Regions from separate parts of the Mus musculus genome. Here regions 2, 3, 4, 5, 6 and 7 are each linked to region 1. Evidence: chromatin contacts called from public ChIA-PET and promoter capture Hi-C data. All regions are on one chromosome and are shown on one strand. Each heading gives the region's core, a stretch centred on a gene start, on an enhancer-like site or on the middle of the called end of the contact. The rest is flanking DNA. Distances are from core to core; before and after follow the strand shown.

Region 1 (3,772 bases), core at 838-3,337:
TGGTGGTGGTGGTGGTGGTGGTGGTGGTGGTGGTAGCAGTAGTAGTAATAACAACCCTCACATTTTACAAAGTCCTATATGCTGTGTCCTATCCTACAGCACTATCTAGGACTTCCTACCCACTCTGGCTCATTGCCCACTATTCAAGAGTTCCCTGTTAATCCTGGAATGTATGAACAGAACACTCTAATCACAGGGTCTTTGCAATGACCATTTCCTCCATTTGCATAAGCTTTCTTCCTCATAAAACTCTGCACATAATCCCATTCGTATGCATCAATAGAATGTTCATCAAGTCAGATCCTTGAGGGTCACTACCATCTTCATACAAGCAAAGTGCCGACAAGTTATGGTTCCAGGTTGCTGTGAGCTACACAGGGATACCCAGTTTCGTTCAACAAGCAAGTCAAGTTACCTAGGAAATAGCTTATTTTCCCTTTCCCCAATTCTCCTTATCCTATTATTGGAAATAGCCATTATTAGCTAGCATGTTGCATATTTATCACCTACCTTCTCAATTCCTTAATCCATCAGGATGTAAGAACTATAGGGACCTGTCTATTGTGCCCACTAAAATTTTCTAATGTACAAAATAGAGCCTTGAACAGGTTGGCAATGAATAATTACCAAATTAATATATTTATAACAGACTCTTAGGAGTCCACTACGAGAATCTTTTGACAGCAGAAACGAACTTGTGAGAATTTCATAGAACTCTTTGTCAAAATAAAGCATCACTAGCACTCTGGATAATGATTTATTAGTAACCTAAATTCTACACTCATTCAAAAATACAGCCAATGAATCCAAGCAGTTAATATTCCCTTCAACAATGTTGCTATTCCAGTAACACAAGATAAAAGTCCTCAACACAGCACACATGACCAAGCATAAGTTCCCCAACAGTTGAGAAAACGTCCTCTACTTAAAAAGACTCAATTTCAAACTAAGTAATTCGGTACCTGAAGAGAAACAAGGTTTTCCTTCATTACCTAAATAATGTTCGTAAATAAAACTTAAAATGCACATTACAATGGTAATCACCACAGAAAAGCTGATTCATAAATTATAAGTAGGAAAAAGTAGCCCCTGGAAAGGGGTGGGCAGGTGCCTTGTTACTATGCAAAGATCAAGGTTTCAGGAAGCAAGCTGGACACATCACAACTTCAATAATGGCTGTAACAAAGTCATGTCCCAGAGTGTTACCCAAAGTTTGAGACTTTCTATGCAAAGAACTCTAAGTATGAAACTCCCGTGACTAAAAATTAAAACATTTCATTTCAGTTACTGCAACTTCAAACAAGACGACTCATTGCATTTACATTGCTGTTGGGTTTTCCTTTTTTTTTTTTTTAATTTTGGTATAATACACATAGCCACTAAGATTATAGAAACGTCTTCAAACCAAGAAAACTTAACAAATAATCTTAAACTTCCCACGGAAAGTTTGAAAAAGCACCAGGGAACCACTCGACACGCATCACCCGCCACGGGACTTACTACTATCTGGCTGACGCAGAGTCTGATACGGACATTGGAAACCTGTCTTCTGGGGGCAATTGTGCAGTATCTGAGATGAACGCACAGCACACACTGGCTATGGTATGAACTGTCTCTTACACATCATTATTCCCAGCTTGTTTTTCAGCCCACCTGAGCACACACAAACTCAGAAGCCAGTCAACAGTAACGGTGCTTTCTTATCACAAGTACAAGGAAGTCCCCGGCAGGAAGCGGCAGGAAAGGTGCTCATCACCCTGCGCGGCTACGGCCAGGTCGGGGCCGAGCAGTGCTCGCCAGTGCCCGGCCTTACCTCAGGAGTCCGCTCGGGCGGCTTCTTCCTCAGTGCCTGCCGAGCGCCGGGGTCCACGGGCGAGTTCATGTCCGCAGCCACAGGCTCCCTAGCCTGCGTCTAGCTGCCCATTCTCCAGCTCCGGGTGTACGCCAGCCCCACCGGGAGGGAAATGAGAACTGTCGCAGGGTCCAAACTCAAGCAAACAAGTCTTCGCAACGCCCGCCCAGGGCCTCAGCCCACGCGCGACTGGCCAGAAAGACGCCTGCGCGGGGGCGAGACTGGCCGAGAACGCATGCGCATGCGCACGACGCGCACACTAACGCCCGCCTGGCCGTGACGTAGAGAGATGGGCGTGGAGGGGGCGGAGAATGAGCGGCTTGGCTTTTCTTCGCGAGACTCCGCCTCGGTTACAGGATTGTAGTTTCCGCATACCCAGCTTCCGGTTGAGGTTCCGGAAATGCTACGAGGGCGTCGCCAAAAATAGACTATCGGGTAGAGCTGTGGGTAAGATGCTTTGGTTTAGCGCTCGAGTCCGGAAACCGCGGGGCTCTTATGGCCCCGCGGAAATCGAGGCTGCCATTCAGCAAGCGGGGAAGCCCACGCACCGCTCCGCAAGCCACGGATCTCGGGGCAGTACTCGCGCACCTAGCCCACCGCAACCTTGTGGCGTATTCTACGCGACTTTAAAAAACAAAAACAAACCACGAAATCGATAGTGAAAGCTGCCTCAAAAAAAAAAAAAAAAAGAAGAAGAAAAAAAAAGAGAGAAAGAAAAAAGCGTTTTGAAGACTAGAGCTATAGTTCAGAGTAGCCTGCTGGTCTAGCGTGCACCAGATTGTCTTGGCTTCTGTGTGCAGAATTTTAGGATTTTCCTTTAAAGGGTTTAATGACCAAAAAGCCTCAGGTGGACTAAGGAACTCCTGATTCGAAAGTTGACAGATAACACCTGTGGGCTGTCAGAATCCTTGCCTTCTGAGAAGATCAGCATGCCAACTTGGTATTTATTTAGCACTTTGAGACTGTAGGGGAACCGACCCGCAGGTGAAATCTTATATCCCAGAGGTTTTTTCCCGTCCTATAGAACTTCAGGCCCTCTGCACCACCTGTGCAGCTTCCACTCCCGTGGAGAAACTGGTGTCACTTGTTCTGATTAAAGGACAGAACTTCTGTGGAGGTAGATCTGCCCTTTTATTTCCACTTGCCTCCATCCTAATCTAACAACCTTGACTAAAATCTGGGCAGTGAGAGTGAGTGGGTGGGGGCTGCTTTAACCTAAGCAGTGCTCAGAGCAAACCTCTCCACTCCGTTTTGTATTGAATTTTACATTCTAGTCTCTAACAAAATAAAGACAGCTTCAGTTTTGTTACTTGTCCTTTGGAACAAGAAAAGCTGCAAAAACTGATTGTTATTATTCCTGTTATGATAAAAGTAACCCTAGGTTTATTTTGGCCCCCAGATTGAGCCAGAAGTAACAGGAGCTGTCAATCAATGGACATGAGTGCTGGGAACTTAACTCAGGCCCTCTCCGAGGGCACTGCTTGCTCATAAACCACAGAGACATCTCTGCAGCCTATTGTTTAGGTTTTTTTTTTTTTAATGTTTCTATTGTGTGTGGCATGTACCTCTGTGCTCATGGAAACATCTTATAGGAGAGTGTTTTTTCTTTCACTATCTGGGTCCCGAGGAATGAAACCCAGATTATCTTGGTAGCAAGTGCCTTTTCCTGCCATGCCATGGCGACAGGGGTGTTAAGTAGCTGTTCATTTTGTCCACAGTCAGGTAATAGCACATGATGAATCCTCTTGCTTAGCTGGCCTTCTTATTCAGTCCAGTACCCCAGGCCCATGAGAAAGAAGAGTGGCTTTTTCCTAACTTCATTACCCCAATCTAGAAGCTTCTTCACAGACATGCCCAGAGATTTATTTCCTTGGGGGATTCTAGATTCTGTCAAATTGACTATCAGGCTATGTCAACAGT
Region 2 (3,772 bases), core at 414-2,913, 950 kb before region 1:
TTCGTTGCCACTTTGTTAAATGTCAGTGGTCTTTAACTTTTTGCAAGGATGTGCCCCTCAAGAACTAGTCCTGAAACTTCTGTTGTAGTCTTCGATGTGAAACATCTGCCATTTAACGTGCTTTCTAGCCAGGGGTTAAAGGCAATCCTCAGCATAGAAAGATAGGCTGACCACAGATCCTTGAAAATAGCTTTGCAACCCGTAGAAGTCAAACCAAGTAAGTACTAAAATAAATTACTCGGTTGGGCTTAGTGGAGGCACCTTAACTCTTGGCACCGAGAAGATTCTGAGATCCTCTTGAATTCCAGGCCAGGAAGGGCTCCACAGTAAGAATTTTTAAAAAAGGCAGTTGATCATCGATGGTTCGGCAGGAGACCTAATGGCTGTGCTTGCCAACAAACCCAATCGGTGACTGTGACCCACTGCACAATAACTGGACACTGGACACCATCCTCTCCCCAGCAATTTCAGATGTGACTTATTTTTGTGGCTCTGGTGACTGAACCCGGGGCTTCCTGTATTCCATGCCAAGTGCTCCACCTCTGCACTGAAGCCCGGGCCGGTCCTATCCAATTTCAAACTTTAACTTCAACTCTTGTAAGAATTTAAACACTTTGTTTCCTTGGACTTACGACCTTCTCAAACAAAGGTTTTTTTAATCTAAGTTTGTTCTGATTCACAACTAAAACATTCTAAGTTAAAAAGGGGTCTTGAAGAGTCAAGATCTAATGTCAGAGTTTGACTTCCTGTTGGCGGGAATTTCCCGTTACCTCGAGGTGCGTTTCGGACCTGCTGAGAGGCACACTCGATTACATTACACTCACTGTATTTTTCTCTATTTTTCCCAGAAGCTAACTTGGAGGCGCATCTATCTATCTATGTAAGTGCGAAGAAAGCTAAGTCTTCCTTTGTCATTCAAAACCCCACTCCTAATCTCTTCTCTGGAGTCCCCCACTGGCTCGCAGATGCCACCACGGGACTTCTTATACTGGGGTTTGCACCTCAGATTCAAGAGCTCAGTGGCCGATGGTGTCCCACAGCCACGTAGCCTGCACAGATGCCTGTCCTTTCCCTACAGAGGGCCTTGATTCCACCTCGTTCTCCTGTTGACTGGACCTACCTGATTGCACCCAGGTGACCGGGAAGGGCGGGAAAAAAGGGAACTCTCGGCATAGTGCAGGGGGAAACAGTGGGGGGATTGGAGAGATCACGTCTTGGCGTGGCTGTCTCTGCACCACTGAGCCCTTGAACCCGGGGTCGCGCGCCTCCGTTCTGCAACCCTGGGAGGCGCGATCACGCTCTCAGCTTGGGCTCCCCCAACCCCCATCCCCATATCCGAAGGCTTCCTTAGGGTCCAGGCCCAGCTATACCATCCGGAAGAGCCGGCGCGCGCCAGAGAATGCGCGTGGAGCACGCAGGGCCGGCCAGACGCGTGACGCCCGCCGTTGGTGCGGTGGACCACGCGCGGGCCCTAAAGCGCAGGCAGGAGGCCGCGCCGGCCGTTGGTGGGGGTGGGGACGCGCCGCGCGGTCTCCCGGGGCGCCCCGCTCGCGGCCGCAGCTCGGCTCATGCCCGGCCCGCATCCGATCAGCCCCACCCGCGGGCCCAAGTACCTGCGCGGCTGAGCGGGAGGACAGGGCTGCTACGTGGGAGGAGGTGGCGGCGTCCCTCGCGCGATGCCGCGGCACGCGTGCCCGCCGCCCGCTATATAGCCGCGCTCAGCCGAACCTGCTGCTCCCGGTCGCATGCAGGGACCAATGGCCGCCTCGCCACCGCGCCCCTTGGCTATGATTGGACAGCGTCTTTGTCTAGAGGCCGAGCTCCTGAGTGGCTGCCGCATCTGCCTATAACTGAAGGAGCTAGAGCCCAGATGGACACGAAACCTCGCCAATACTCAGATGGTCTATAAAAATGAGGGCGGGATGCACTGAGAGCGACACTCAGACAAGCCAATAGTTGCATGCACCCGTTCTCATTGGCTTACATTTCTTTTTCTGGGCGGAAACCCACTGTCCAGGCAGGAGCGGTTGATCCACAAGGTGGGGCCCGTGTACTTTGGGGAAGTAAACCCCATGCAACTAGGAGGTAGGCGCGGGCGGGGAGCAAGGAAGCCCCCAGCCAATCGCAACACCGAATGGAGCTGATTGACAGGGAGGGATGGCCCTCTCCAAAGGCAGCCCCAGGGCCGCCGTGCCCTCTGGAGCGGTTAAGAGGATGGACTAGCTGCGTCTTCCGTTCCCTTTCCTTTCTCTTCCTCTTAGGTTGAATCCTGTCCTCGAGGACCGGTCTCCCGCCTTCCCAGGCGACTCTGGTACCCGGGATCTAAGTAACAGTTTCCCGGGTTTTGTTTTTTTGGTTTGGTTTTTTTCTCTTCGCATCAAAACTTTTTTTGCATGCATTTCGGAAGAGCAGGAGCTGCTGACCCTTAGCATTACTCAGCACGAATGCAGTGGCGACCGAGGACAGCGAAACTGGCTTGGTCGGCACCCCAGAGCATACCGCGAGGCAGCCTCCCTGGCGTTTGGGAATGCTCTTGTTCCCGGGTGGCTTCCAAGCTGGCGTGCCCGGGTGGCTCCTGGACGTTTTCAGGTTTTCCAATCTTGTGATTGCAGAGACAACATCCCATCTTTGATCACCCTCTGGCTGGCGAAAGTTATAGGATGCGTCACCACCAGCCATTGTCACATGCTTTTCAAACTGAAATGGGAACTTTACCCAACTCCTAGGCAGACACGCCTAAGGTTCCCCCATAAAGGCTCCAGGGTCCAAATAGTAGTACCTCAGTCTGCTGCTGACCCCAACTCGGGGGGGTTTTGTGAGCCTTCTGGCCACCATGAGCATTTTATATTAAGAGCTGTGATCCAAATGCTAAACACAAACTAGACTAGTCTGTGTTCCCTGGAGGCAGGGAGAATTCCAGGCCATCCTGAGCTACACGAGTCCAAGGCCATTCTGAGTGACATGAAATCCTGAAAGCAAGCTAAACTCGCATTAATTTGTTTTGTTTCAGGGCTTTTCGAGGCAAGGTCTCCCCTTGTAGCCTATGCTGAGCTGGATTTACCATACCCTAGGCTGATCTCGAACTCGCCATCCTCCTGCCCTAACCTCTTAAATACCGAAAATACAGGTGTTAAAGTGTTACAGCGAGTTTCCAAAAGGAACACGTGCACAGTTCCCACGTGCAAAGGGAAAGGGCTCGCCCAGCCCAGGCTGGAAGGAAAAGGCAGCCAGGCAGAACCTGGAATCCGGAAGCCAGGAACCAAGAGACAGTGCAGTGCTCCAGCACTGGGTCAGAGCCTATCAACAGGCAGCTAGCATTGAGCCTCCAGTGGGAACCTCCTTCTAGGAACGCTTGGTAGGATTGCTAGCCCAACCAAGGAATGTGGGCTTTAATTTGGAGCTGTAGAGGCTTTGTTGGTTGGGTTTGTTTGTTTGTTTTTTCGAGACAGGGTTTCTCTGTATAGCCCTGGATGTCCTAGAACTCACTTTGTAGACCAGGCTGGCCTCAAACTCAGAAATCTGCCTGCCTCTGCCTCCCGAGTGCAGGGATTAAAGACGTGCACCACCACGCCCGGCTTGTTTGTTTGTTTTTAAAAACAGCCCTGGCTATCCTGGAACTTCTCTGTGCAAACCAGATGTCCTCTAACTCTGAGATCCCCTGCCTCTGCCTCCCGAATGCTGGAATTAAAGGGATGAGACCCCACACCCATCTGGAAGGCTTTTTTGTTTTGTTTTGTTTTTTTGTTTTTGTTAATAAACCAGGAGATTTGAG
Region 3 (3,772 bases), core at 868-3,367, 900 kb before region 1:
TCCAAGTGAACTTGTTCTATCTTTGGTCTAACTTTGGTATGACCCAAAGTCTGTACTAGGTATAGTTCTTTTTGCTTAGTTTGAAGCACGAGGCTTCAGTTAATTTAAGTCTCCTCAATGCCCAGAGCTGCAGTAAGCAATCCTGTGGAAATAGACATCGGTCCTATGGGCAGAGCAGATGCTTAGGGAGTCTATTGGAACCCCAAATTTGGTGGCCTAAAGCTCCCAGTTGTTGGATCAAGGAGAAGACTCAGGAGTCTTATGTAGGTGCAAAAGTCTCCTTAGGATTCTTCACAGGCCCTTTGGAGAGAGAACCTGAAGGAAGCCATAACTCTTCTCTGCAGAAAAATGTGCGGGTACTCAGGAGGTCTGAGGGTCTCTGTCCCAGACTGGAACCCTAAGAAAAGAGTCCCTTCTGTTTTCTTCAGGCGGGATAGTGGAAGGCCACTCACTGATTACAAACAAAGCAAAACTAACTAAAAACCTTTCGGACAGATGCATGAAAGCCCCCATTTTCCTGGGCTGCTTGTCAAGGGAAGGCAGCAGATGGTGCTATACGGTATGGGAGGGAGGGAGATGATGTTGAGGTGTCTACTTCCTGTGAGAGAGGCAAGGAGACTTATATGTTGAGTGGACAAGGAGGGCTTATCTAAGGAGGTGACATTAGAATAGAGTTCTGAAGGATGAGAAAGGTCCAGGCTCAGGAAAGGTCCAGTCCAAACTGCTTTGGCTGGAGAGCAGGAGGAGTGTGGTAGATGAGGGCGTGGCAGGGAAGGCAGGGATCCTGGTGTGTATAAGCTTATCTCTAGACTGTTCTTTTACCTTCTCCAGTCCCCTGTTATCCAAACTCAATGGCTGCTTCGATATCTACGCTTTCAGGAAGTTTCTGCTGATCTGACCCCCTGGGAGAAGCCTTGGGGTCTGCATCACTGAGGAAGTGGTTCTGCACATGAGGTGCATCCCTTTAGCCACACCCCAAACTCCTGCCACCACGTCTATTCTGGTACCTCCCCAGGTAGGCAGGCCCAAAATGTTCAGTCAAGAGCTGCTGCATAGATGAGGAGTGTCCATGTTCCCCAAAGAAGAGTGGGGCTGAAATGTAGACTCAGCGTTCTCAGACCACTTTTGGTCAGGTGTTACTGGGTAAGCTGTTTGCCCTGCGTGAGCCTGTGCCCCTGTTATTAAAATGGCCTCTTGGGACCGGAGAGATGGCTCAGCGGGTAAGAGCACTGACTGCTCTTCCAGAGGTCCTGAGTTCAATTCCCAGCGACCACATGGTGGCACACAACCATCTGTAATGGGGTCCGATGTCCTCTTCTGGTGTGTCTGTCTGGGCTGCAAATGCAGCTTCATTGGTAGCATGCTTGCTTAACAATCATTAACACCCCCCCCTGCCCCCCCCCCGGCCCCGAGGTCAATCCTCAGCACTAAATAAAATAGTCATGGTAGGTAGCACACACATGTAATCCTAGCACCCTGGAAGTAGATAGAAGTAGGAAGATCAATAGTTCAAGGTCATCCTCAGCTACATAGTGAGTGGTCAGCCCAGGCTACGTGCGACCTCTTCCAAAACCAAACAACACCTAAATGAAAGGCCTGTGGCTTCCCCACCAACCCTGCTATTGCTTCTGATCTGACTATCAGTATTATTGCTCTGAGTTTGTCAGGTACTGACAGCGCAAGTCTTCCAGCTTAGTTCTAATCCTTCACGTACCCGTGGTTGGTGCCACTAGACCTAGAGGGGACTTCGCCTCGTTATCAAGGATGATGCCACCAGTATCACCAGTGGCAGCTTGTTTTGTTGGCACTGAGAAAACTGGGTACTTTTGCTCCCCCACTGCCATGCCAGCGTGCACTCTCTGCCTTGCTGTACATTGCTAAGCCCAAGAGAGTGCTCAGGCAAGTTCACTCGCTGGCTGTGTGTAAAGTAGGACAAGGGGCTTAGCCGTGCCTCTGTGACTCTCTCTCTCTCTCTCTTCTCTCGGTTAATGTCTAGGACTCTTCAGTCAGCAGCCTCGGCTCTGAACAAGGCCTGGCCTGTTCTAGGTGATTCCAGCAGCTGTTCCAGCCCTGACCCTCATGTCTGTTTAGGCAGGAGCCCCAGAACAGATGAGACAGGTGGGGCCAGGGTGTCTGGGTAGCACACAGCCTACCACAAGGCAAGGAAGGGAGAAAGAAAAGACAGCTTTGGTTCTGGGGAGAAGGGGGAGGCAGGCCAGGGGAAGGAGGAGACAGAGGAGGAGGAGGGCCTTTGAGTGGAGGCGGAGGGTGAGACAGACCCTGCCCAGAGCTCCAAGAGGCTTCCTGCTGCTCGCCTCTAAACCCCTCCACATTCCTGCAGCCCTTCAGACCGCCAGAACTCTTCTGCCGCCTGCCTGCCTGCCTGCCTGCCTGCCTGCCTGTGCCGAGGTATGCACCTCCCTGTCAGCCCCTGCCCTTCTGTAAGCTTCATCATCTCCTCTCTGCCCCATCCCCATGACCAGTCTCAGGGGGAGGTGAGCTGGAAACCTGTTGCTCACTCACAGGGGAACTTGTTGTCTCTGTAGCACTGCAGAAAATAGCCATGGTTTGCGGGGACCGCTTTCTCTGTGTTCTCTGGTGGCAGAGGCTACTGGTCTGTCCTCTGTCACCCTCGGAGGCAGCTGCCTCCTTTTCTGAGAATCCGATCCTCATTTGCCCATCATGACTGCCAACCCAGAGAAAATCTGGCTGGCAGCCTGTTGGGTCTGGCTTCCTATTCTGGGAGAACAGACATCCAGTTCTGGGTCAGAGCACTGTTGTCCAAATGGGACTTTGCAAGAAGGATAAACAGATCTGTAAACAGCCAAGGCAAGACATTCCCTTTAGTCAGTTCCTCTGGGAAGGCTCTGGTCCCTTCAATCTCTGTCCACCCCCACCCCATCACCCCGTGGCATTTCAGTCAGTCTGAAATGCCATTGTCTCTCCCAGCCTGGGGTTGCCATTGTTCCCAGCCTAATTCTGAGAGGTGGTCATCACTGGCATTAACATTGCTTCTACCGTATCTAGACATCTGAGAAAGCCAACAATTTGATACAATCCAGAGACGACAGGGAGGAGGGTGTGATGGGGAGGAGGGAGACAGAGAGATATAGCTCCAGGACACTTTTCTTGCTACTACTGAATCTATCCAAGACTCAGCCTGTTGAAAGCTTGTCTGCTCCAAGCTGTTCTGTAAACTTCCTGTGACTCCTAGAATGGCTGGAAATAAGCCTCACCTAAGGGGGACAAACAGGTATCAGGCATCTGCCTCAGGGACAGACAGCACACCTGCAGGGAGGGAGTGTCTCCACTGACAACTCTTTTAAGTTTCTAGAACCTTCCTAGTGTAGGGAGTGGAGTGAGATGCGGACCCTACATGAGGTAACAAGCTTTAGGCAATTTGTGGGCGATCTCACATAGCCATCTCCCCTGAGTGTAGCCTTCCTGTCCTAAGGAAGAGGGATAGCTTTTGGGGTACCCGAATTCCCCTAAGACTTCCCAAGCAGGGTCACTTAATTGAGCCTATAAAGTGGTCTACGAATAAGCAACTTCAAAGAGTCTCTGGAATTAGTGTGTGTATGTGAGTGCGCGTGCATGAGTGTTTCTGTTTGTGTTTAAGAGATGATGGGTGTCCACAGCTTTTAGGTTTAAGATATTCCCAAACAGATGCAGACCCCCAGAATGGTGTGACGGTGTAAGGTGTAATTCGGAAATAGAAACAAATTTGTATTTGCCAAGGATTAAACCTGAAAGAAGTGGTTGAGGGAAGAGT
Region 4 (3,772 bases), core at 531-3,030, 750 kb after region 1:
TTATCACCAATGCTACTGCTGCTGCTATACTGCCATGCATGCCAGCTGTGGCTTCTTGGGTCTCCTACGTAACTAGTCCCGTTCCTAACCACTATCGACTGCTTTTCTGTCTGTCTTGTCTATCCAACTGGAGCCATGTAAGACTTATGTATACAGTGTTTCTCTTGGAAGAGAGAGGAACCCAGGCTCTGCAGAAGCTGAGAAGTTTTGGTGCTGAGGACTGTACCACTAGGAGGGTGAGCTGGCCACAGCTTCAGGAAGGAAGAAGCAGGAGGCAGAAGTCAGACCTTGCACGTTCTGGCATGCAGCACCCACTGGGAAATACATTTTCCTGCTCTCTTAACGTTCACTCATGAAATTTGGCGCCCCAAGAGAACATGCATTAAACAGTGGCAGGAATACGCAGGATAACACTCACTTTATTGATCCAGATCAGCCCTGGGATTTGGTTGGAATTAATCTGCATCTCTAGCCAGGGTCTCATCCGCATTCGAGTGATTGGCATGGTGGCTGGAGGGAAAAGACAGAGGCCTGTGTTTGGAGTCTGTTAAACAACCCTGGGCACTGCCCTGCTCCACCCAAGGCCGCTCGCTCAATTACCTTCTCCTGTCCTCACACCCAGGTCATTACCCTCCCCCACTCTCCTGCCATCAGCCAGGTACCCAGGTCATAGATTAGGGACCCTGAAGTAGAATGAAACTCTCCAGCATCATGGGCAAAGCCACCTGCCCATTCTTTTCAGTCTCTCCCAGTCAGTCTCAGGAATAAACAACCAAGCAAGTCTGGATGGATGGATGGTTGCAGGATATATGTGCAAAAAAAAAAAAAAAGCCAAAAGACAGACATCTCAATGACAGAACTTTTCTCTCAAAATTCAATCTTTGGAAGAAGGAAGGGACTACTTTTGCTTGTCACCCCCAGCCCTGCACCTTCCAGGCTGTGCAAGCAAGCAAGTCAACCTCCATCTCGGGCACTTCTACCCACCCACTCCAATCCAGTCTATGTCCCCTCTTGACAGCCAGTGCCCACAACATACAGGCTGGGGCGCAACCCCTTCCGGCCTGGTTTCCCCTGCTGTTAAGAGAAGTGGCGCAAGCAACACCTGTGGCACCTCCTCCCGAAAGCCCAGTAGTTCACGACCCGGTCCAGCCAGTCAAGGCAGCGAGCCAACCTCTGCACCGAACACTGCGCGTCCGAAAGCAAGAGCTGGGAGCCAAGCTGCGACCGCCAAAAGTGCGCGCAGGCGGACATCCGAGTCCCCCGGCGCTGCTCGCGGGTGCGCGCGACGGCCACTCTGGGCTACCAAGAGGCCCCGCAGCGGCTCCGCGCACGCAGACCGCCGAGCGCGGCCAGAGGGCGGTGCACGCCGCGGCCCGCCTCCCGCCCGCTTGCAGCGCCCTCCCGAGCCAGCGCGCCACCGCGACCCAGGGTGTCTCTGGCCCCCACTTCCTGGTGTCCCGTGCGCCTTTTGTTCCACGGCACCCGTCGGTGCCCGCGCAGCTCCGGCGAGCTCACCTTTGCTGCAGGAGCGATTCGCAGAGGGTGCCGGAGAGCGAGGCACGGAGTTGCGGTGTAGGTACGCGATGCGCGCACGAAGCGAAAGATGCCCGAGATGCTGGGGTCCCTCTGGCCACCTCGGCTGACCTCGGCGCAACTCGGCCCGGTTCGGTTCGGTTCGGTTCGGTTCGGTTCGGCTTAGACTGTGAAAGCACGTCCTACCTCGACGAAGGAGTGGTGCGCACTGGCGAGTCCGCGGCGCCGCGAAGAAATCTAAACACTTAGCGGGATTCCCCGGCCCGGACTCGGCCACGCCCCCGCCGCGCCGCTCCTGCGCGCCCATTGGCCCACTCGGCCTCATCATTTCGGGGAAATCAGGCTGTTGTAGAGCTAAGCGGCGAAGGGGAAGTACAAGGCAGCTGTGCTCCCCACCCCCTCGGGCCCGCGCCACCGCCCCGGGGCTACCGCGGGCCCGCCCCTTGCTCCACTCCACTCCCCTGCCCCCTTGCCTGTCTTGGAAAGCCGAGACCGTCCCCCTCTTTCTGCAGACTCCCAGCCTGCTGGCTCCTATGATGGTCTTCCCCTTCTCCACGGGAGACACCTAACTCCCTATGTCTCTAGAACACCTGATTCCCTCTCCAGAAGGGTCCCCGGGACTAAATCACCCTCAAAATCAGTCTGGTAATGAAGTGTCAAGAAGGGAGAGATTATGTCCCTGTACCGCCTTACTTGCCACTTGGCTGCTCTGGGAAATTGAGGCAGAAGGCCTAACTTGGAAATACGGGGCAGTAGGAACTCCCAGCCTGGACTCTGCAGGGCCAGCCGTTGAAGGACTCAAGGACTCCGTAACCATAAAATGTCAATAGCTCACTTGCTAGTCTGAAGTGATGGGGGAACACCTTGTCCTTATGGGGAGAGATGATGTGTTTGCTTACATGGGCACAAGATGCGGGTGTGCTTTCCTGTGCCACACGAGGTTCTAGCTAGCGGTGACCAAGGCGACCCTTATTCCTTGGGACTACCTAACACCAAAGAAGTGGATAAAATTCCGAAGTGGCCGTGGTTCCTTCTATGACACCTACTTCAGCTCTCCATCCTCGACGTAGCCCTAGGGAGAGAGTTCCTCTCTGATAGTCTTGAAGTCATTTCTGAGTCCCCAAAGCCTGGCTCTGGAGAAGTTCTGGGCAGCATAGGGAAATTGTGGCTAAGGGGGGACCCAGGTCCCAAGGGGATGGCAAGGGCAGCGGGTTAACTGGTGTTCACGAGTAAACCTTGCCAGTTTGTTCTTTCTCTTAGCGGCTGGGCTAGTGTATACATGTTCCATCTCCGAACTCTGGCCCCTCAGGCTTCTTCATTCGCTTCCTCGCAGCTTCTGACTCACAAGTACATCAGTCCTCTACCGTGTCATTCTCTTGTGTCACCTTCCTCACCCTAGCTGTCCGTCTAGGACAGCACCCAGTTTGAATGTTGCAAGCTGTAATACACACATCAATGGACGATTGTACCTGTAACGTCACTGCCTCATAGACGAGCTAGGAGATTCAAGGTGGCAGGAGGATTTGGAAGGAGGAATTGAGACTCTAGAATAAATACGGAGGTATTTGAAGTCGCAAATTAAGAGAATCACTAGAGACCAGGGCCTTCTGATCACATGACTCTGAATCTGACACCTGCTCTCTGTGCAACAGATGTATACTTGCTCTGTGGAGACACTCTGACCAGCCAATGGAAAATTCAAAATGAGATTAGGGAGAGAAACTTTGTAACTCTTGAAGCCCACAGAGACCCTACTGAAAGCAACCAGAGACTACAAATTACATCAAAATAACTGTGTGGGTATACATAATGAAAGTCAGCCTGTGTCCTGGAATGTCCATATGCAGCCTTGTTAGTGATGGGTACCTGTTTTCTGTCATAAGGATAAATAAAAATTTACCCGATAGATAAATACCCTGTTGTAGGACATTTAGGTTATTTCCACCTTTTCCCAATAGAGACAACACTGTGAGCAAAGTCTCTACACACACACTAACAGTCTTCTGCTTAGGAGATGTCCCTGTCCCACCCTCACTGCTACGATTTAACAGTGAAACTGACCATTTTCATCTTTTAAATGTTCTATGCGAGGTTTTTCCCACTTTGACTTTAGGGGTTCTCCTTTTTTAAAATTTATTTATTTATTTATTTATTTTTATTTATTTATTTATTTTTGGAAGAGGGTCTTCTGTAGCCTGGGTTAGCCTTAAACAACTCATCTTCCTGCTTCTATTTCCTA
Region 5 (3,772 bases), core at 829-3,328, 670 kb after region 1:
TTTTAACCACATTTATCTGTAGCCTATTCGTGTAACTGTCTAAGGAGTGGAAGGGAAAGGCTCAAACACGTTTAAGAATTTCCCCTGGCTCTCTGAAGATGCACAGTGAAGTGGATCTGCACAGTAACGCTTCCCAGGGGCTCACATTTCTCCTAAGTATACTTTGGAATCCCTGCTCTTCTGGTCCTCAGCTGACCTTTCCTGGCACAGAGACCTTCTGGAATATTTGCAGATGCTGAAGTCACTTCCTCAGGTTTTGCAGCGTTTACTTTAGCTCAGTTAAACCAAATGCTCTATCGCTCTGTGTAAACTTCCTTGTAACTGAAGGCTCCTATAATAACCCTGCCCTAGAATAGGAGACTGGCTAGAGGAACATGGAAATTGAAATTGAGCTGCTGAGCACCAGTGATGTAGCTCCGTTGGCAGAATGCTTACCCACCTGCACAAGAACCCTGATGTTCCATCATCCCCTCCACTGCACAAACCCAGGGATTTGGAGGGAGGGATGCTGGAGCCACAGCTCAGTCATTAAGAGTACATGCTATGCAATTATGAGCATTGCAGCTTAAATCTCAGCACCCACACCACATGCTAGGTGTCCCATGCCTACTTGAAACTTAGCTTTGAGGGCACTGGAGACAGAAGGATCCCTGAGCTTCGCAGCTCCAGTTTCAGGCAGATACTCTGCCTCAAAGGAATAGACAGAAAATGATAAAGGTGGGTCCCTAGTCCCCTCTTCTGGCCTCTGCGTGCACCCCATCACATGAACATGCAGAGATAGGCAAATCTAAAAATTAAAAAGTGTGATAGCAAGCCCCTCTAATCCCCCAGCTTGGGAGGCAGAAGCAGGAAGATCAAGATCATGCTTGGTTACTTGAGTTTGAAGCCAGCCTGAGAAACATGAGACCTTGTTTCAAGAACCAGTGTGATGGAGATATGGCTCAGGAGTTACGGCTCCTCTTCTAGAGGTTCAATTCCCAGCACCCATATGGTAGCAAACCACTGTCTGTAGCTCTAGTTCCAGGGGATCAGTGTCTTCCTTTGGCCTCCATGGGCACTGTATACATGTGCTATACAGACCTACATGTAGGCAAACATCCATACATACATGTAAAATTTAAAAACAAACAACAACAAAAACTTGAGAGTTTGAGGGATGGCTCAGTGGTTAAGAGCACTGGCTGTTCTTCAGAGGAGCCAGGCTCAATTCCCAGTACCCACATGGTGGCTCATGGTTCCATCACTCCTGTTCCAGGGGCTCTAGTGCTTTGTTTTCTGGCCTCCACCTGCACCAGGCATACACATACCATTTGCAAACAAACCATTTTTATATATTAACACACATACATACATAGACACACACACACACAGAGTGAACTTTCCCCTGCCCCTAAGTCTGCCAGATTTGCCATCTGCAGGCAGGCCTTGGTCTCTTTATGCTCTTAGAATCCAGTTAGGCCCCTGTGACCCTGCATGCAGCAAGGGGACTGGAGCAGGGGGCACATTGCAGGGAAGCAGCCTTCCTAATCATCTCCCAGTCTTTTCCGGGTACTAGAGCTGGCTCTTCACTGAAGCGAAGGCTGCTCTCTGACACACAGCCTCATCATCTCCCACTGCTGCTATCCAGGTCTTAGGACCTGAGTTCGATCGCACATAAGAGAGAGAAGCAAATTCCACAAATTGTCCTCTGTCATTTGCTCATGCACACACCACTCGGTGGCTTAAAATAACACAGTCATTATTTAAGGGTTCTGGAAGAGTCTGGCAGTATCGAATTCTTTCAGGAACCCCTAAGGAGGAACTGTGATTAATACATTCACCTGAATGCTCTCTCCTTCTCAAGACACTCACTCACATCTGCATCACCCCCTTGTCTGTGTGCAGGAGCATATGACAGTCTCAGGAATTCAGACATCCACATCATTGGAGAGATGATTGCCTTTCAACTCACTACCTAGCATAATCTTTTAAAAACACACATCTGAGCACATTATTCCTCTCTGCCCAGGACCCTGAGAGTTGCTGTGGTTCACAGAGGATACGACTGTTTGGCATCAAGTGCACTGAAAGGCTGGCCACGCCCCTTCTTAGCCGCCTGCTGCCTCCACACCGCTTCCTGTCTGTGACCTAACCTGTACACAGAGCATGCTCCCTACTGCAGGTCTCCACCCCACCCAAGATGTCCTCACTCTACAGAGAGTAGCAAATATTCCTGTGGTAACACTCTAGGCGGCAGGGACCACAGTTACTATGTAAAGACTCCATAGGAGCTAAGAGCCTGGCTAAAGCTTGCCTATGATTGTATCCCTAGCAGGTGCCCGACATGCAGTTGCAAGCAAAACCTGACATGGTCAGGGAGCTCTTGAAGACAAAGGAATATACACGAGATTTGTTTGTTGATCTCGTTTTCTACCGCCTATACTTTGCTCGTGCTCAGCATGTGTGTCTGTGAGTGTGCATGTGCACATGTGTATTATGGATGTGTGTGTGTGTGTGTGTGTGTGTGTGTGTGCATATACAAGGCATGGTGAATGTGTGAAGATCAAAGGACAAGTTCAGCCTATGGTCCTCACCTTCCACTTTGCTGGAAGCAGAGTCTGGGTTGGTTGCCTCTGTGCTGTGCCCTCCTGGCTAAGTGGCCTGTGAGCTTCTGGTGATTCTCCTGTCTCATCTCCTGCTTCCCCATAGGAGCGTTTGGAGTATAGATGCATGCACCACTGCACCTGGCTTTACATGAGTTCTGGGGAATCGAACTCAGGTCTTGATGCTTGCTTGTTTGCTTGCTTGCTTGCTTGCTTGCTTGCTTGCTTGCTTGCTCCTGTGCAGGTACTTACCCACTGAGCCATTGTGTAGCTCCTGCTCCGCATTTACCATCTTTCCTGTGTTACCTCTAGTAGTAGAGTGGAAGCCCTGAGAGGAGAAATTTATCTTGTGTGTATGCATCTCTCACCCCAAATACCAGGGCGGTGCTGTATTCGTGAAGATGTGGGAACAGCCTCCAGGGTACTCAGCATCTCCAGGTTTCCATTTCTCACCAACCTCTTTGAAATCAGCTGATATCCCCATTCTTCATTTTAATCACCCAGCCTAATTTTGACATTAGGCTGACTGGTGGAGACCTTTTAAAAAACATTCACCTGTTGCTCTGAGGATTCAATAAATGAATAAAAGCCAAGCATGTGGTCTACAGCTGCGTGTGGGTTAGCTGCTGTCATTAAGAAATGTCTGTGGGTTGGTGTGTTAATCTTAGCTCTTGGAGGGCTAAGGCAGGTAGATCTCTGAGTTGGAGGCCAGCCTGGTCTATACAGTGAGTTCTGTGATAGCCAGGCTATGTAGAAAGACTTATCTTGGGGTTAGGGGGAGAAAAATAAAAGAAAGAAAAATTGGATGGGACTGGCAAGCTTGCTCAGTGGGGTAAAGGCACTTCTCTTCTACCCTGATAATCTGAGTTCAATCCCCAAGACCCACAGAGTAGAAGGAAAGACCAAATTCCTGAAAGTTGTCCTCTGACTTCCACACACACGCTGTAGAGCATACATGCCAACACACACACTCCCCTCCCAAGTCGACGAATACATACATGTAATATTTTTTTAATGTTTATACTTGCCAGATGTTGCGGCACTTACCCCCAGTCTCAGCACTTCGTAGGATGAGGCAGGGGGATCACAGGTTTCAGGCCAGCTTTGATATCAAGGTCTAAAAAATAAAATTTAAACAGCAGCTAGGTGTGGTGGCCTGTGCCTTTTAATCTCTGGAGGCAGAGACATCC
Region 6 (3,772 bases), core at 360-2,859, 590 kb before region 1:
GTCCCAGCTACTCAAGAGATTAAGGCTTAAATTTTTACACTGGGTGTGGTGGTACATGCCTTTAACCCCAGCACTCAGGAAGCAGAGACAGGGGAATCTCTGTCAGTCCAAGGACAGCCCGACTTACATAGTATCCCAGATCAGCCAGGGCTATATAGACCCAGTGTTATTTGTTAAAAAAAACAAATAGAAAAAAATCAGTGTGTGTGTGTGTGTACTACAGTGTGAGTTCAAGGCCATCCTGGGTAACTTAGCAAGAGCCTATCTCAAAATAAATGTTTTAAAGTTCTAGGGGAGAGAGAGCAGGGAGATGGTTCAGCGGGTAAAGGGTCTGCTGCAGAACCTGACAACTCAAGACTCAAGTTCAATCTCTAGTACTCACATGGTGGAAGGAGAGAACCCATTTCCAGATGCTGTCCTCTGACCTCCACACAACCCCTATGGCACAGGCATGCACACACACACACACACACACACACACACTAAATTAAAATTTTCTTTTTTAATATTTAGAGGGCTGAGAAGAAGCTTCAATGGGAAAAGCACTTGCCACACAAGCCTGATAACCTGAGTCTAAATCCCCAGTATGACTTAAAGCCAAGCATGACCGCATGAGTCTGTAATCTCCATTCTCCTACAGACAGTCGGGAAGCAGAGACAGAATTCTGGAAGTCCAGGGGCAGCTAGTCTGGCACATGCAGAGCTGAACAACAGAGACTCTGTCACAAACAAGCTGGAACACAAGGACATCCAACACCTGAGGTTGCCCTCTAACCTCCAGACATCCACTGTAGCACATGTGCCCATACTTACCTGCACACATAGCACACAAACACAAAGATTACAAAGACTTTTTTGATTAGTTATCATTCTAAGGCATGGTGGCACATGGCTGTAATCCCAGCACTCAGGAAACTGAAGCAAGAGGATCACAGAGAAAGGGAGAAGGTAAAAGAGAGAGGCCAGCCATGGCCAAGAGGAAAGAAGGGGGAAAGAAGAGAGAAGGCTAGTGAGTAAGAGGGAGAGGAAGAGAGGGGAGGGGGGGGAGGGGAGGGGAGGGGAGGGGAGGGGAGGGGAGGGAGGAGTAAGAGCGAGGTGAGGCCAAGCAGCCCCTCTTATGGTATGCTGTATCTTTACTGTTGCTAGGTAACTGGGGAGGAGTTTAGCCTGAAGGTCAGAAGTTTGGGCTATTGCCTACGTGACTTCTAGCCATGCTTCTCTTGTGGGGGCTGAGGGGGTGGTAACTTCGACAGGAGCCAGGGTTCCAGGAGCATGAGAGAACTTCTTCGGTCTCATGTAGGTGAATTATCACCACCAGGTCCCAGGGTTCAGACCTCAACTTGACTGAAAACCAGACTGTATGTGTATAGCCCAACGCCCCACACCTCAGTGCTGAGAGTACAGTTCTGCATTCCATTCGGACCAATCTCCCTTCAGAGCTTGTGACAGCTGCCTCCTTCCCCCAGAGCCTGGGTGTTGCAAACAGATCTGTGTACTATCTCCTTCCCAGGCTGAAGTGACTTAAGAGCAGGCTCAGCTCTATGGCCTTTCTTCCTCTTGAGAAGGTTCTGTGTGTGTCCTGCGGGTACAGAGAATGAAACAGAAAAGGGGACTGTAGAATGGAGAACTGGGTGCTGTGGGGGAGGGCAGTAAGTTACATGTGATGTGAACACGGAAAGGCACCGAAAGGGAAGGGGCGGGGAAGGGGGAAGAATCAACCAATTGTGTTTGAAGATACAACAAAGTAATGGAATAATTGCAGGAAGAATGTGAAACTCCTCTTTAACCCCAGCACTCTGGAGGCAGAGGCAGGTGGTTTTCTGTGAGTTCATGGCCAGCCTAGTCTACAAAGTAAGTTACAGGACAGCCAGGGCAACACAGAGAAACCCTGTCTTGAAGAGAAAAAGAAGAAAAACAAAAAGTGAATAGTGTGTGCTAAATAAAAATAATTTTTCAATGATATGGGTATCGGAATGGCTCAGTAGGTAAAAGTACTTACCACCCAAACTGGCCTCTGCTTAATTCCCAAGCCACAGTAGGAGAGACTGACTCCCTCCCCAAAGTTATCCTCTGACCACAAATGCACCATGGAACAAGTGCCTGAATACTCTTTCCTCTTTTGCGCACATACACAGTAAATAAATGTAAAAGAAATTAACAGAAACTTTCACAAAACAGTCTCTTTTTATTTTGAAAAACTTCTAAAGCAAGACAGAAATAGCTCAAATGTCACATCACCTGTCATTAATGCTAAGACCCTCCACAGCCACACCCACGTCAACACAGCTGAAATGCTAGTCTAATCCGACATCTGAAATGAGGATCTCAGACAGTGTCTGTATTCTCTCCCGGTATGCATGTGGCTGTTTCTAGATCATTCCTTATTATTCGTGGCCTTGGCAACCTTGAAGAGCTGCTTGGGATTATCTGACCATAGTTATATTGAGATGACATACTAAGAGCATCTCAGAGAAATGGCGCATACCCTTCAGTAACTGCTCATTTTATAGTGTTAGTTTTATAGCCCAGGCTAACTTGAATTTAAAATCTTCATAAGGGCTGGGATTGCAGGTGTGAGCCACCACGCCCTGCTAGGTAAGACTTAAACAGTGCAGATACTTGGTTTTTGTGCTATTTTATGCCCAGCTTAACATCCACATGAGACTCTTGTCAGTGGGTGACATTTACTCCTGAGGCTGCTGGCTTTTTTCTCTATCTTCTTTTCCTTGGGGTTCCACTGTGCACAGTAGACTCTATCCTGGGTTCTTATTTAAAAGACTCAAATGCATTGTCATCTTTTCTGTTACTCAAACTAACCAGGGATTAATCATCAGACACCCCTTCAGGTTGTCTGCTCCATTCCCTTAATGTGGAGGTTCACGCCTTTGATTCCAGCACTCAGGAGCCAGAGGCAGGTGGGTCCCTGAGTTCAGGGTCATCTTGGTCTACACAGTGAGTTCCAGGCCAGTAAGGGCTACACAGTGAGAACCTGTCTCAAAAATTATTTATATATAATGGTGGCACACACACACACAAATAATAAACTAAGCATTAAAAAAAAACCCACCCTCAAGACTGGGCATGGTGACACACACCCTTAACCCTAGTTTTCAGGAGGGTACATGGCAAAGCATAGTAGTATAGCAGGCTGATATATACAGCACTGGGAAACTGGTTTCCATTGTAGGATGATGTATACCGAGTACCATGAGGGATGATATATACAGGGTTGAGAAGCAAGGTATCATGGTGGAATGTATGCAGGCATGCTCACCTCATTGTGGGCAGTAAGCAGAAACAAAGGAATGGTGTGCCAAGACCTTCAAGTGCCCGCTCCCAAAGACCTTATTTCCTTCTTTCTAGGCCTCAAAACACACCATCCTTCTTTGTTCATGGATCTGAGATGTCACCTCAAATCTTACCCACAACCCACAAGAGACAACAAGGCACATTTAACAAGTATGACATATAGATTTCCTGAGCTGGTAAGGTGCTGTTCTGATTGTGAACTTGGGGTGCATTGCATACAATCCCAGCAAGTAGTGGGAGGGCTAAGTTCCAGACTAGCCTATACCACCTTGCAGAACCAACCAAACAACAAAAGCAGAGTGCAGACTACAAATCAAGAGAACTAGGCGTGGTGGTACAGGCCTGTAATCCTGAAAGCATAAGGACATGGTCATGCTTGTCCTATGTACAGAGGAGTTTGAGGTCAGCCTAGACTAGATAGAATGAGACCCTGCCTCTCAGTAGCAGATTTGCCTTACAAATT
Region 7 (3,772 bases), core at 650-3,149, 560 kb before region 1:
GATTAGGAGGTGTGGCCTTGTGGAGGAGGTGTGTCATTGGGGGAGTGTTTTGAGATTTCAAAAGCCCATGTCCAGCCCTGTTCCCCGCCCCATCTGTCCATCAGGATGTAACACTCTCAGCTATCGCTCCAGTGCCTTTAAATGCTCCCTGCCATGATAATGGACTAAGCTCCTGAAACTGTAAGAAGCCCACCCCACCCCACCCCCCAGTTAAATGCTTTCTGTTTTTAAGAGTTGCCTTACTCATAGTGCCTCTTCATAACAATAAAACAGTGACTAAGACACAGGGTTTCATTATGTAGTCCAGGCTTGCCTGGAACTCACAGTGACCCCCTGCTTCAGCTTTCTTGCTGTTTGAACTACAAATATAAGCCCTCATGCCCAGCTCAATATTGTTTTCTGCTCTTTGGAGGGTCATTGCCTTGAATGTGTTATTCATTGCACTGGGTCTCTTTCTTCAATACAACTTTCAGAGAGTTTGTGACCCTGACACGGATTTTCTAACCTGTGCCCAGTACTCTGGAGCGCTGACTTTCAAAGCTGTTATCGCCTTCCCACGTGCAGCTCCCAGTGAGCACTCCAAGAAGATAGAAAGGAGTCTCTTGTCCTAGATTCTGACCCTATTGTCCCCATTCCCACTGCATCTGGCAAGCTTGCAGTGTCTGTCCTGAGGAGAGAAGACTATGTCACACAGATCTTGTGAGCTGGGGAAAGCTATTGGCCCAGCCTTGTGGAAAGCTTACAATGAAAGTGGGTGTCATTTATTTGCAGGGGTGTTACAAAAGCCAGGTTTGGGGGAGCATTTGACCTGGGCTCTGGGCCTTGCTACCAGCATTGTCCCTCTCTGAAGTATACTTTTATTTCATTTATTCATTTGTTTATTGAAGAGGGGAGAGTGAGTGTGTGTGCACACATGTGTGCACATGGCCTACATATGGAGATCAGAGGACAAATTTCAGGAGTTGGCTCTCTTTTTCCTGGGAATTGAATTTAGGTCATCAGCTTAGTAGCAAGCACCTTTACTCACTGAGATAATTTTAATTCATTTTCTTTTGAGACAAGGGCTCACTCTGTAGCCTAGACTGACCTCCAACTTGTGGTTGTCCTTTTGCCTCAGGCTCCTGGAACTGCAAATTGATTGGCCTTTTCAGCTCAGGAAATGTAGATTTAGTTATGAATGGGTAATGCAGTGTGTGAGCCTTGGCATGCATGTTCCTTTTCTCCTTCCACCAAGTGGGGCCTGGGGATGGAGCTCAAGTCGGCATCACAGGCAACTGCCTTTCCCACTGAGCCTGCAGCTGGCTTGTTCTTTTGGTTGCTTGCTTGGTTAGTTTTGTTTTTGAGATAAGCTCTTACTTACTCTGTAGCCTCTTCCTGAAACTCCAGCCTCAGCCTCCTAAGTGCTGGGTCTATAGGCACTCACCCTCAGTGCCTTCAGAGGTTAAAAGGCCCATGTGCTGGAGCCGGACAGGCATCTTTGAGCCACCCGATGTGGGTGTCTGGAGTTGAACCATAGTTCCCTGGAAGGGCAGAAAAATACTCTTAACTGCTAAGATCTCTCTCCAACCCCGTTCCCTTTGTATGACAGGTTATCATGTAGCCCTGCCTGGTCTTAAACCCCCTATATATATCAGACTGTCCTCGAACTTGTGATCCTCCTGCCTCCACCTCCTCAGAACTGGGATTACAGACGTGTGCCACAACGCCTGGTTTAATTGTTTTCGTTCTTTTCCCTCTCAGCTCTTTCTCATCAGAGGGTCCTGAGAACCATCTGTGGCTCCTGGGGATCTCTCCTGCCCCGGCCTCAGGTACTTCTGGCGTGGAGCGCCGCTGGCACCTGCCCTGGCCCGGCCCCGGCTCGGCCGGGGCCCCGCGCAGGCCCTGCTCTTCCGGCATTTAAGGCGCGCAGCCGGCGCGGCTGCAGCTCCGGGCGGTTGAGAGTCACAGCCAGCGGGACGCGCGAAGCAGGATGGGCTGCAGGCAAAGCCGGCACAGCCGCGGCAAGCGCGCAGAGAAGGTACCGGGAGCCCGCACACGGAGGTCTGCTTGGGGGGCGCTCAGAGGGACAGCAGAGGACACCAGATGGACAGCAGTGGGGGGGGCAGTCATGGAGATTGGGGTGCGGGGGTGGGGGTGCTCTGTCTCCGCCCGACCCGGCAATCAGAAGCCGAGTTAACACACTCAGTCCCAGACAAACTGCAGCTGACCCTGCTGTCCCCGCGGGGAGGTGACTGGTGTGTCCGTGGCAGGTGGCCTTCAGTGTGGGGCTGTCACTGTGTAGTAGAGGACAGAGTTCTTAACCTCTCTGCGCCTTGAGCTAAGGTCTAAGGCCGGCAATCTCTGATAGGTCCACAGCCGGACAGCACCAGCATCACCTGAGACCTGTTGGAAACCTCAACTCCCTGGTCTGCCCAAGGGCTGCTAGACACAGGCTGCCTCTTAACGAGTTTCGCCTGGGATCACTGCACCCTTTAGAGCCTAGGAAGCGGGTCAGGGCTTCCTGCGGGAACTGAGCGGTGCGTGGGCTGCCCTTAGGGTAGCTGGGAGGAGCCAAAGTGGGAGTTGATTTGTAGTCTCCTGCAGCTCTCTCCTCCTTCCTGTCCCTCCCGCCCCAGAGCCCTGAAGCTGGGTTAGAGCCCAAGAGACTGACTCAGGTTTCTGCCCCTTGAGGTCTGAGAAACGTCAGGAGGTCAGAGCCTAGATTCAGGGCCAAATCCACTGAGGACAGCCGGGGGCCCAGAGAAGGAAACAGGCACTCTAGAGTCCTAGTCGTTTTTTCCTGTCTGCCAGTCTCTCCACCCCTTGTGGGGATGGACAGCCCGTGAACTTCATCAGTCCCCACTGTGAAAATGATTAATTTTGCAAGGAACTTCAGCTCATTAGTCTTCCTGTTACCTCTGTTTATCTACCCCTAACTTTGTCAATGTGTGTGTGTGTGTGTGTGTGTGTGTGTGTGTGTTCTCTGAACCCTCCCCTGCACTTGGACTAACTTTTCATTGTTTTATTTTTCTCCCCATCCCCACTTTTGGAGACAGGGTCTGGTGTAGCCCAGGCTGTCCTAAACTTAATGTGTAGCCAAAGCTGGCCTTGCACTGCTAATTCACCTGCCTCTCCAATGCTGGGATTACCAGCCTCCCCACCACAGCAGGCTGGATGTTTTTGTTCAGATTTTTTAGACAAGCTCTCAATATGTAGCCTAGATTGGCCCCAAACTTTCAATTTTACTTAGCCTCCCTAATGTTGAAATTATAGGCCTGGGCTACCATACCTGGCTTCTAAGGGCTTCTTGATAACTGCAAAGCCCTTCACCTTTGCTGCCTCAAAGGGCCTCCATGTCTGCCTTGGGCCTGTGCAGCTTCGTTGGGTTCTTTTGCTCACGGTGCCTGTGAGCTGGATAGTGGGCTGCTTTTTGGCTAAGTTCCCACCTGTTCCTAACCCTCCTGGTTGGTGCTTTTTGCTTAATTTCCAATGCGGGTGTCAAGTCGTGAGCACCCGGTATATCTACACAGTCTGCCAATACCCCTGGGAGATAGAACTCTAGAATAGAGGTTCAGGAGGTCACAAGAGTCAGACCACAATAATGACACTCCCTAAATATTTTCACTTCCTGTTCTGTGCCAGGAAGGTCCTGGGGACCAGGTTGAGCTGTAGAATGAAGCTTCCACGCATTACAGGTGTGGCCCCTAAGGCTCAGAGAGGCTATGAGAGCCGAATGGTAGGATGGCTGCTCAGAGGCAGCTAGGGGGCTGGAGAGGTGCCTTAGTAGTTGAGA

The links. Promoter capture Hi-C pulls out the DNA fragments that hold promoters and counts their contacts. ChIA-PET counts read pairs in DNA pulled down with a chosen protein or histone mark. Capture Hi-C pulls out chosen DNA fragments and counts their contacts.
Region 2: a promoter capture Hi-C map of liver shows a contact between it and region 1, with 4 times the contacts expected there. The contact joins the promoter of G3bp1 here to the promoter of Rapgef6 in region 1. A contact is called at or near these places in 2 of 39 promoter capture datasets (liver and pre-B cells), 2 of 484 Hi-C or Micro-C datasets (embryonic stem cells and uterus), 2 of 115 datasets of contacts at active chromatin or transcription factors (astrocytes and memory CD8 T cells) and 1 of 9 other capture datasets (liver).
Region 3: a contact with region 1 is called in a promoter capture Hi-C map of stem cell-derived epiblast-like cells, with 2.9 times the contacts expected there. The contact joins the promoter of Sparc here to the promoter of Rapgef6 in region 1. A contact is called at or near these places in 3 of 39 promoter capture datasets (cranial neural crest, hippocampal neurons and stem cell-derived epiblast-like cells) and 1 of 115 datasets of contacts at active chromatin or transcription factors (pancreatic cancer cells).
Region 4: a contact with region 1 is called in an RNA polymerase II ChIA-PET map of memory CD8 T cells, with 42 read pairs. The contact joins the promoter of Irf1 here to the promoter of Rapgef6 in region 1. A contact is called at or near these places in 1 of 39 promoter capture datasets (pre-B cells), 8 of 115 datasets of contacts at active chromatin or transcription factors (astrocytes, bone marrow-derived dendritic cells, effector CD8 T cells and 5 more) and 2 of 9 other capture datasets (adipose tissue and liver).
Region 5: a contact with region 1 is called in a promoter capture Hi-C map of hematopoietic stem and progenitor cells, with 2.8 times the contacts expected there. The contact joins the enhancer-like site here to the promoter of Rapgef6 in region 1. A contact is called at or near these places in 6 of 39 promoter capture datasets (cranial neural crest, hematopoietic stem and progenitor cells, hippocampal neurons and 2 more) and 1 of 115 datasets of contacts at active chromatin or transcription factors (memory CD8 T cells).
Region 6: a promoter capture Hi-C map of neutrophils shows a contact between it and region 1, with 3 times the contacts expected there. The contact joins the enhancer-like site here to the promoter of Rapgef6 in region 1. A contact is called at or near these places in 2 of 39 promoter capture datasets (neutrophils and pre-B cells), 2 of 115 datasets of contacts at active chromatin or transcription factors (large pre-B cells and memory CD8 T cells) and 1 of 9 other capture datasets (liver).
Region 7: a contact with region 1 is called in an RNA polymerase II ChIA-PET map of memory CD8 T cells, with 63 read pairs. The contact joins the promoter of Ccdc69 here to the promoter of Rapgef6 in region 1. A contact is called at or near these places in 6 of 39 promoter capture datasets (the C10 cell line, the HPC-7 cell line, liver and 1 more) and 3 of 115 datasets of contacts at active chromatin or transcription factors (memory CD8 T cells, pro-B cells and regulatory T cells).

What each region holds. Positions count from the first base shown.
Region 1 is chr11:54,521,160-54,524,931 of GRCm38.p6, reverse strand. It overlaps Rapgef6 (Rap guanine nucleotide exchange factor (GEF) 6), which reads right to left and starts at 2,087. Exons shown (of 29, transcript NM_001252494.1): 1 at 1,814-2,087. The coding sequence starts at 1,882.
Region 2 is chr11:55,467,643-55,471,414 of GRCm38.p6, reverse strand. G3bp1 (GTPase activating protein (SH3 domain) binding protein 1) reads right to left here and starts at 1,663. Exons shown (of 12, transcript NM_013716.2): 1 at 1,614-1,663.
Region 3 is chr11:55,418,425-55,422,196 of GRCm38.p6, reverse strand. It overlaps Sparc (secreted acidic cysteine rich glycoprotein), which reads left to right and starts at 2,117. Exons shown (of 10, transcript NM_009242.5): 1 at 2,117-2,409.
Region 4 is chr11:53,768,022-53,771,793 of GRCm38.p6, reverse strand. It overlaps Irf1 (interferon regulatory factor 1), which reads right to left and starts at 1,780. Exons shown (of 10, transcript NM_008390.2): 1 at 1,516-1,780; 2 at 419-510. The coding sequence starts at 505.
Region 5 is chr11:53,850,342-53,854,113 of GRCm38.p6, reverse strand. The region is part of intron 1 of Gm12216 (predicted gene 12216); the gene reads left to right. Among named protein-coding and RNA genes, the nearest start is that of Gm12216, 7.0 kb to the left of the region's middle. Within about 2 kb of position 2,078, at least 106 of the 459 cell types and tissues checked have an H3K27ac peak or open chromatin away from gene starts, as enhancers often do. A contact at or near this core is called in hematopoietic stem and progenitor cells and memory CD8 T cells, where this site is marked.
Region 6 is chr11:55,111,423-55,115,194 of GRCm38.p6, reverse strand. It overlaps Gm2a (GM2 ganglioside activator protein), which reads right to left. Exons shown (of 4, transcript NM_010299.3): 4 at 2,166-3,772. Among named protein-coding and RNA genes, the nearest start is that of Gm2a, 15 kb to the right of the region's middle. Within about 2 kb of position 1,609, at least 123 of the 459 cell types and tissues checked have an H3K27ac peak or open chromatin away from gene starts, as enhancers often do. A contact at or near this core is called in neutrophils, where this site is marked.
Region 7 is chr11:55,076,258-55,080,029 of GRCm38.p6, reverse strand. It overlaps Ccdc69 (coiled-coil domain containing 69), which reads left to right and starts at 1,899. Exons shown (of 7, transcript NM_177471.4): 1 at 1,899-2,017. The coding sequence starts at 1,970.